2 separate regions of the Sus scrofa genome follow, and region 1 is linked to region 2. Evidence: chromatin contacts called from public Hi-C data. All regions are on one chromosome and are shown on one strand. Each heading gives the region's core, a stretch centred on a gene start, on an enhancer-like site or on the middle of the called end of the contact. The rest is flanking DNA. Distances are from core to core; before and after follow the strand shown.

What was found. Hi-C and Micro-C count contacts between places; a contact is called where the count stands out from the background.
Region 1: a Hi-C map of subcutaneous adipose tissue shows a contact between it and region 2, with 1.8 times the contacts expected there. The contact joins the enhancer-like site here to the promoter of REXO2 in region 2. A contact is called at or near these places in 1 of 5 promoter capture datasets (liver) and 3 of 47 Hi-C or Micro-C datasets (embryonic fibroblasts, liver and subcutaneous adipose tissue).

Annotation. Positions count from the first base shown.
Region 1 is chr9:42,198,411-42,202,669 of Sscrofa11.1, forward strand. The region is part of intron 4 of NXPE2 (NXPE family member 2); the gene reads left to right. It also overlaps the pseudogene LOC100524035. Among named protein-coding and RNA genes, the nearest start is that of NXPE2, 27 kb to the left of the region's middle. Within about 2 kb of position 1,496, at least 6 of the 83 cell types and tissues checked have an H3K27ac peak or open chromatin away from gene starts, as enhancers often do. A contact at or near this core is called in subcutaneous adipose tissue, where this site is marked.
Region 2 is chr9:41,975,915-41,980,018 of Sscrofa11.1, forward strand. It overlaps REXO2 (oligoribonuclease, mitochondrial), which reads left to right and starts at 2,055. Exons shown (of 7, transcript XM_003129878.3): 1 at 2,055-2,358; 2 at 3,331-3,414. The coding sequence starts at 2,212.

The DNA.
Region 1 (4,259 bases), core at 246-2,745, 220 kb after region 2:
AGAACTAGATCCCATAGATTCAAAGATCAGTATAAACTAAACCTCAGTAGTACAACCCATAGTAACCACATAATGAAGATGAAACATTTGCTACTAAGCTCGGTCAAAATTATACTCATGTGGAAGACACAAAATACATATTTTCTTTTAAAATGTTTATAGTAAAAATAAAGCAGCTAAGTGGTTTAATTTATTTCCTGCTTGTCAACTAAAGAGTTTCTCTCGTGTGTAGTGCAATTTAGTGGTTAAGACTACAGGTTCTGGAATCAGCCTCCCAGCTTTTGACTCACACTTCCCACCACTTATGAGCTCTGCACCCCGGGCCAAGTTATTTAAGTTTCTCTGGACCTCAGTTTCACTTTCTGAAGAGGGGAAGCAATTCTACTAGTTTCATAGGGCTGTTGTAAGGATACATTAGAAAATACTATTAAAGTGGTTAGAAGAGCATCAACACATAGAAAATATTTGCTTATTATTAATATTAAATAATACTATCATGATTCCTTATCTTGTTTCCTAATTTTCCATGTAAGTCTGCCAACTTAGAACATATTATTGCCATTAAGAGATGGGGTGTCTCTTGTTTATGTCTCCACAGCTAACACAATATGGGGTGCATAGCATGGACTTGCTATGTATTTTATGGAAGAGGGAAGGGAGGGAAGGAAAAAAGACAAATGAAGGAGGAAGGGAGGAGAGAGAAGGGGAGTGGAGAGAAAACAAAGAGTAAATCTGAGTATGTATAGTCAGGAGTAGAAAACCAATAATAATATGGCATGACTTCATGTTTGGGAGTAGAACTCTCTGATTAATTTCACAGATAACTTGGTTGTTTTCTAAATCTATTATTTTAATACCTTTTTTTTTTTTTTTTTTGTCTTTTGTCTTTTGTCAGGGCTGCACTCACGGCATATGGAGGTTCCCAGGCCAGGGGTCTAATCGGAGCTGTAGCTGCCAGCCTACGCCACAGCCATAGCAACTGAGGATTTGAACCACGTCTTCGACCTACACCACAGCTCACGGCAATGTTGGATCCTCAACCCACTGAGCAAGGCCAGGGATCAAACCTGCAACCTCATGGTTCCTAGTCGGGTTTGTTTCCACTGTGCCACAATGGGAACTCCAATACTTTTGATATATATGTACAATCAACAGTTTGAATACATGGCAGATGTGCTCGCTGGTTGAATTTCCCAATAGTTTAAAGCATTTAGTTCCCTTAGTTTATACACACAGAATGAAGCATAAATTCATGTACACAGGCTAATTCAAAGTTTAGGTTTTAGACTAGTTTACCTCAAAACCCATTTCTGGCTTTCCAGCCACTTCAGAGGTGCCCAAAGGCTGATTGGGGAGGTGAGGCCTGAGGCAGCTTCTACAATTTTTGAGCAGCCTGAGTCAGTACAAAATGGACCTGGTAATCCTGAGTTACATGGGTAGTCTACTGTGGCAACCAGATGTCTCACTCCTGGATCCTCCCAGCTGGCTCAATGACCATGTTATTGGGTTGACCTTTGAGTACTTGCCAACAGTCAATTTCGTGACTGCTCTGGCCACATCTGCTCCATTAGCCCTGAAGTTACTCAGTTCATCAAGTGCACTGGCAACCCAGTTACTAAAAAAAAAAAAAAAAAAAAAAAATGCCAGGGATAGATATTGATCAAACCATTATGTAGTTTAATTTATTAATTTAAAAGTGTTATAATCTTAACAAGAAGTAATAAGACAGTTATTCTATTTAAGATAAAAAAATTTTGGAATTGATTATGTACCAGATAGTGAAATTATGATTATGTATGGTAATAAAAAAGAATGACAATAGTGTGATAAAAGGTAGAAAAAAATTCAAAACTTGTAACTATTCTGTTAATTGTACTAAATCTAATTAGAATGAATTTAGGTAGTCTAAGTGATCTAGTTTGGCTGACTAGATTTTTCCATAATAGTTGATTTTCTCTTCCATTTGTACTGATAAACTTATTACAAAACATACTTGTTTATAATTTGAAGTGACCTATTTTTCATGATTTTCCAATAGTGCTTTTATAGAACATTTTCTCAAAATTTTGTGCTCAGGAGTTCCCTGGTGACTCAGCATGTTAAGGATCTGGTGTTGTTGCTGCCATGGCATGAGTTCAATCCATGGCCCAGGAGCTTCCACATGCCAAGGGTGCAGCCAAAAAATTTTTTTGTGCTCTACTGATAGGATATTTTTATCCACTAAATGAACATATTCTTGTTTAAAAAAATAGAATTGAATATTTAGAAAATGAAAATGTGGAAAACAGTCTAAGATTAGAAACAATAGAGGTATGTTACAAAGTAATTTATCAGTGCTTTAACTATAAACATTAAATACTTCTAAAAATGTCAGGACATGAACTAATAAAAATATTTTCTGCAAAATTGAGAGTCTACATGTTAAGATGTTTATTATATGAATAACTAACATTAACCAAGAAATTAAAAAACATTGGAAGAAAAAAGACCGAACAAAGGAAATAGACCATACAGGAGAGAATATTATCAGTAAAATAGGTGTTTGAAGGAAAATAAAGTTGGAACACACTAGTATTAAAATAAATGCAATTAAAAACAATATTTAAATCAGAGTTCCCGCTGTGGCACAGTGGGTTAAGAATCCAACTGCAGTGACTTGGGTTGCTGCAGAGGCCTGGGTTCAATCTCCAGCCTGGCACAGTGGGTTAAAGGATCTGGTATTGCTACAGCTGTGATGTAGGTGACCAGCTGTGGCTTGGGTTCGATACCTGGCCCAGAACCTTCCATAAGCCATTGAGTGCAGCCATAAAAAAATTATTTAAAAAAATTATTAAAAAAAAACCCAATAGTAAGTCTCCATCTTCATCTGTCAAATCTTTATTTTGTAAATTTGACAGATGAAGATGGAGACTTACTATTGGGTTTTTTTTTAATAATTTTTCATCTGTCAAATTTACAAAAAGGTATTTTTTTTTTTTTTGTCTTTCTGCCTTTTCTAGGGCCGCTCCTGCAGTATATGGGGGTTCCCAGGCTAGGAGTCTAATCGGAGCTGTAGCCACCAGCCTACGCCAGAGCCACAGCAACACGGGATCCGAGCCGCATCTGCAACCTACACCACAGCTCACGGCAACGCTGGATCCTTAACCCACTGAGCATTTTCACCATTCATTCAATTTATAAATAGTTAGCACCTTCTATACTCCAGACAGAGCTCCAGGTGTTGAGAATTCAACATTCGAATGGGTAGAAGGACAACAAACAAACAAATAATTTGTAACCTGAAGTCATCAACATAAGAGATTTTGACTGTAATACTGGATGCTATTTTAAAAGAATGGTCAGCTAAGGCCTGTCTTGAACACCAACCTGAAGGTAGGTTGCTAGAACCTGAGTGAAGTGAGCCATGTGAATTTTGGGAGGAATACTATTTCCAAGAAGGGACTTGAAGCAACAGCATGCTGGAATGTTCCAGGAATCCTGAGGGGGCCAGTGAAGCTGGCATGGAATGCAATGAGGGGAAAAAAAAAAGGTCAGAGCCTTAAAGGCCATCTGCATATGATAGGAAGTTTGGGGGCCACCATGTTGTCTCACAGGACTAGTACAATGGCTAACATGTAGAAAGTTCTCAACAGTTGGATGAATGAATAAGTATATGCAATCTGGGAAAGGTTTCTTTGCATCAGACCTCATTGACTTTAGTATCTATTCCTTCCAGTGGGATTGAGCACAAAATATATCCCCAAATTGTATGACTATGGAGGAGTTATTTAATGGGCCAGGTTCTTTGTTCCATAATTGAGTAAATGCTACTGTAGAAAGGCCTTGGTTTTCCAATATGGGTTCAGAAGAGCAAGCTGGATAGCCTAAAGCCTAGAAATTCAAGTTCAAATCCAACTCAAACATTATAATGACATAGGGAAAGGTGGAGGATACACCCAGCCTGACATGGCTATAAAATTTCCCTTCCACACCTATGTCACCTTTACTTCTTTTTGTTTTCCTGGTCAAAGTATGAAACAATCCATTTATCCTTATCCAAAAGAGGCTGGACTTTTTCAAACAAATATGTTACTAAAGGAAACATAACCATGGAGACACAGAAATGAAGATCTCAGAACAATGTCTCACTCTGTGGGCAGAAAATATCTGTGCTGATTTCCTTATTCCCTCTTGGCCACATCTGGCTCCCTCTTGAAATGGTCCTCATTGCAGCCTGGGTTGGAGGAGCTCTCCTTGCTACTCTCAGGAAATGCTAAGTC
Region 2 (4,104 bases), core at 805-3,304:
AAGAGGAGCTGTTATACTCTCTCTGAAATGACTTCCAACAGCAAAGTTCCCCATAGTCTGTGATTTTAGAGGACAAGATTTCTTGGCACTTATCCTTTGTGATTAATTAACAAAAGCAGTTCTTAAAGATTAACAACAGAATTGAAAAAGCAAAGTTCTGAGCACAGTGTTGTGACTTTGAGATACATAATGTTAAGAAAGGAAAAGGGAACACAATGATTGAGTCACTGTGGGACAAGGCTGCTTTAAGATTATAGGGCCCAATACATGTATATATTTTTGGCTGTACCTGTGGCATGTAGAAGTTCCCAGGCAGGAATCGAACCCGAGCCACAACGGTGACAACACTGGATCCTTTACCTGCTGTGCCCAAAAGGAAATCCAAGGGCCCATATTTTGTGTCTGCCCTCTCTTTATTTACATGGTTTGGATTTGTGAATTTGGTGCATACATCTTTCTGCTTTGGGACATTAACCTTTAAGATTTTCAATTGAATGTTATTACACACAAAACCCAATAGACTATACAGCTTCTTACATTATAATACCATTCATCTAAAATGTGTTTTTATTGTTATAATGAAAGTACATTGCTATGAAAACCAAAGTTTCAAAACCATCCACACAACATTTACTACTCAATATTTTAAAATTATGATCATAAGTTTTCAGGATACACCTTCTTAAATGTAAATAGCATTTCATAAATTATAATTTGTAATAAAACTGCTTAGTGTTCCAGTAGTATCTTTGAAAAACAAAGGGTGTTCTTTGAAAATATGAACAAATAATGACACTTCAGGAGAATAAAAAGTGCAACTGATAAAAGCTTATATACTTCAGTGGATTCTAATTTATATGAATCAGGTTTAAAACCAGGGAAAAAACTAAAGAAATGTAGACCATTTCTTATAAAGTAGCAAGTCAGTAAAAAGCTATGGCAAACAATGTGACTCATCAGGCAACTCAGAATATATACACACTGTGCTCATATGTATACATTTACACACCATTCATTGGATGACACTTCAAAGGGATTTTCTCTGTGACCTGGCAGAGATATTGAAGGTGAAATCCAGGACTCTGTATTATCCTTAATGCTCTTATTAGGCAACAAAGTTTCTCTCTCAAAAAACCAGCTCACCAGGTTTGAATTACATGCGATGGACCACCAGCTCAATTAGAGGCAATATGGCTTTCAGAAAAATACCCAGAATACAGTTCCAGGTTGAGTGCAATGCTTGTGACAAAGTCATACTCAAAGCCCAAACTTGATACTGAATAGCCAAAGATTTTAGAGACTCATGCTATTTGACACTCCAGGGTCAAAAGATCCTGTTGGTGGGAATGGAAACTACCGGTGTTATTGGAGGAGATTAAAAATACTTTGATCAAAACCAAAGCAGATTGAAGAGTGGGCAGAGCTCTTTTTAGTTCACTTTAACTTGCTGCATAGATTTGTTATACAAGGAGAAGATTCAACTTTGTGAACGTGTCAGGGTGAAGTAGGAAGTCATTACCACTAACATCGAACAGCTGAACTGAAACACAGCCCACGGGACATCCCTCAGTAAGCAATAAGGAGTAAATCCTTTGCCGACGAAGAAGACTTTTATTCAGCACCTAACAAGTGCTAAGTTACCTCTCAGATAAGATCTTTTAAAGGTTTCCAAAAGATTTGATGATAGTAGAATTGGCCTTCCGGCCTAAAAAAGAGCATATCGCCCTGCTGTCTCATGTAAAGGAGAAAAATACCCAGTGTGTGGAGCGGAGCAGCAGGTAAGTAAAAAGGAGGTTAAAAAGAGTAAAAAAAGAAAAATATATTTGAAAAAAATAAAAAATAGGTAACAAGTCTTTTTTACCAAACGAACTAAGAGAGTTTTTTCTCAGCTAGGCGGCTTGCAACTAATCCAAATTCAGGAAATAACTCTTCAAAAGGAATAAACTTAGTTCGGAAAAACAGGCGCGTCCAGTAACACCCGAAAACACGTGGCGGGGGCGGGGAAATTGGTCGCAACACCAGGCAAGACTCTAAGTCCCATCACGCCATTCGGCAACTAAGTCCGACTGTTCATGGCGAGCCGGCGCATTGGATGCTGGGACTAGTGGTTTTTGCTCCGGCGCTTCCCCGCGGGTTTGCGACGTTTAGCGACTATCGCGCCTGCGCCAGCGCCGGCTGAGAGGCTGGGGCCGTGGCGGCTCGTGCCGGGTGATGCTAGGCGGCTCCCTGGGTTGCAGGCTGTTGCGAGGTGTGGGTGGGACTCGCAGGCAGTTCGGGGCGCGGGGTGTCCGCGAAGGTGGCGCAGCCATGGCGGCGGGGGAGAGCATGGCTCAGCGGATGGTCTGGGTGGACCTGGAGGTGAGTCAGGTCGGTTGGGGGGTGAGGGAAGGCGAGTGAGGTTTCGCGCGTGGCATCAAGTAGCCGAGCCTGTCCGGGGAGAGCGGCGGTGTTTGGATCTCAGGTGTGGCAGGTGAGCGCCGCTCGGTTGTGGGCGGCGCGGGGCAGGGCGCGGGGCAAGAGTCCTGTGGGTTTGGGGGACTGTGCCCGACTGTAGGCTTTCTTTTCCAAAGGGAGGAGTCATCCATATGGCTTCCCCAACCCCTCAATTCCTCCCAGATGTGGACCTCCCTAACGCTTGGGGCCCTTTGGGCTCGGGGTCCCAGGGGTGGAGGTGGGCAATGCGGCTCTGCCAGACCCGACTTCCCAGCCTCCCGGGACCTTAGGTTGTTAGAGCTAGACGGGACTCCGGAGATGACTCAGCCTTACCCCATATTCCATAAATGAGAAAACTGAGGCCCAGAGAGAGAAAGGATTCAGCTCATTCAAGGTCGTGCTGTTAGTGAGGATCTGAGTTGGGACTCCAACCTAGTTCTTATCCTTTTAGGTTTTCCATACTCAACCAAGGACTCTCTCCTTCCCTTGAGCCTCAGTTTTCTCCTATGTGAAATGGGGATAATAATGCAAAATTGTGATGAAGACCAAGTGACGTAATTAATATAAAAACTTTGTAAACTCTGTACAAAGATGTAGTGATGTTAGTTATCCAACTCTTCCAAAATTGGATGCTGTCAGCACTCAATTTTGCTTGCTTTGCATCTGCCCCAGAGTAGAACTGTGATGCCGGACATGTAGCAGGCCCTTGGTAAATGTCTGTTGGACCAAAAACTCATATTGAGCGCCTTAAGTACTTGGCCAGGGAGTGTTATTGTCTCTTCTTTCCTGGCTCTGGGATATAATTTGAGTATGCTTGAAGGGTTTCCTGTTAAATAAACTTGGGTACGGTAGACCAACAAGATGGTTTTTTTGTGTGTTACATATTTTCTATTGCAGATGACAGGATTGGACATTGAGAAGGACCAGATTATTGAGATGGCCTGTCTGATAACTGACTCAGATCTCAACATTTTGGCTGAAGTAGGTGATGCCTTGTAATAACCATACTTAGAGTGTATTAGAAATTGAAAGATCACTTTTTTCCACATCTCTTTATTTAAAAAATGCAGAAACTGGGGTCCCTATAGATTAAGGTCCCTATAGATTAATGCTGTCATTTACTGAGAGCTTACTGTGTGCTAGGCACAGTTCTAAGTGCTTTACAGGTATTCACTCTTAATCCTCACGGCAACTATAAGGTGTAGGTACTATTATTTTATGGAAAGAGACATTTTGGCACAAAGGTGTTGGGTAATTTGCCCAAGGCCACCCGGCTAGGTATTGGGAGAGCCAGGAGTTTAACTCAGGCAGTCTGAGTCAAATGCTCCCAACCAAGTAAGGCAACCAACCTTGGTAGCCTACCGGGATTGGTGACTCATGCCAAAGTTGGCTTCTTTATATCATAACCTTAGCTTTAACTTGACCCCATGTAGTCAGTTTCTACCTTTTCAACTAGGACGTCTGCTCCTTCTAACCTATATTGAGATTTTAGAATTTCTGTTGATAGAGAATCGTGAAACATCCTCTTGCTGATCTCTTGGATATGATCAAGGTTTTAATACGCTCCTTTTAACTGAAAGATTAAGCGAAACCAAACACACCTGTTGCCTTTTGACCACTTACAAAGCATTTAGTAAGTGTATGACGGCTTCTGATTGATAGAGGGTCAAC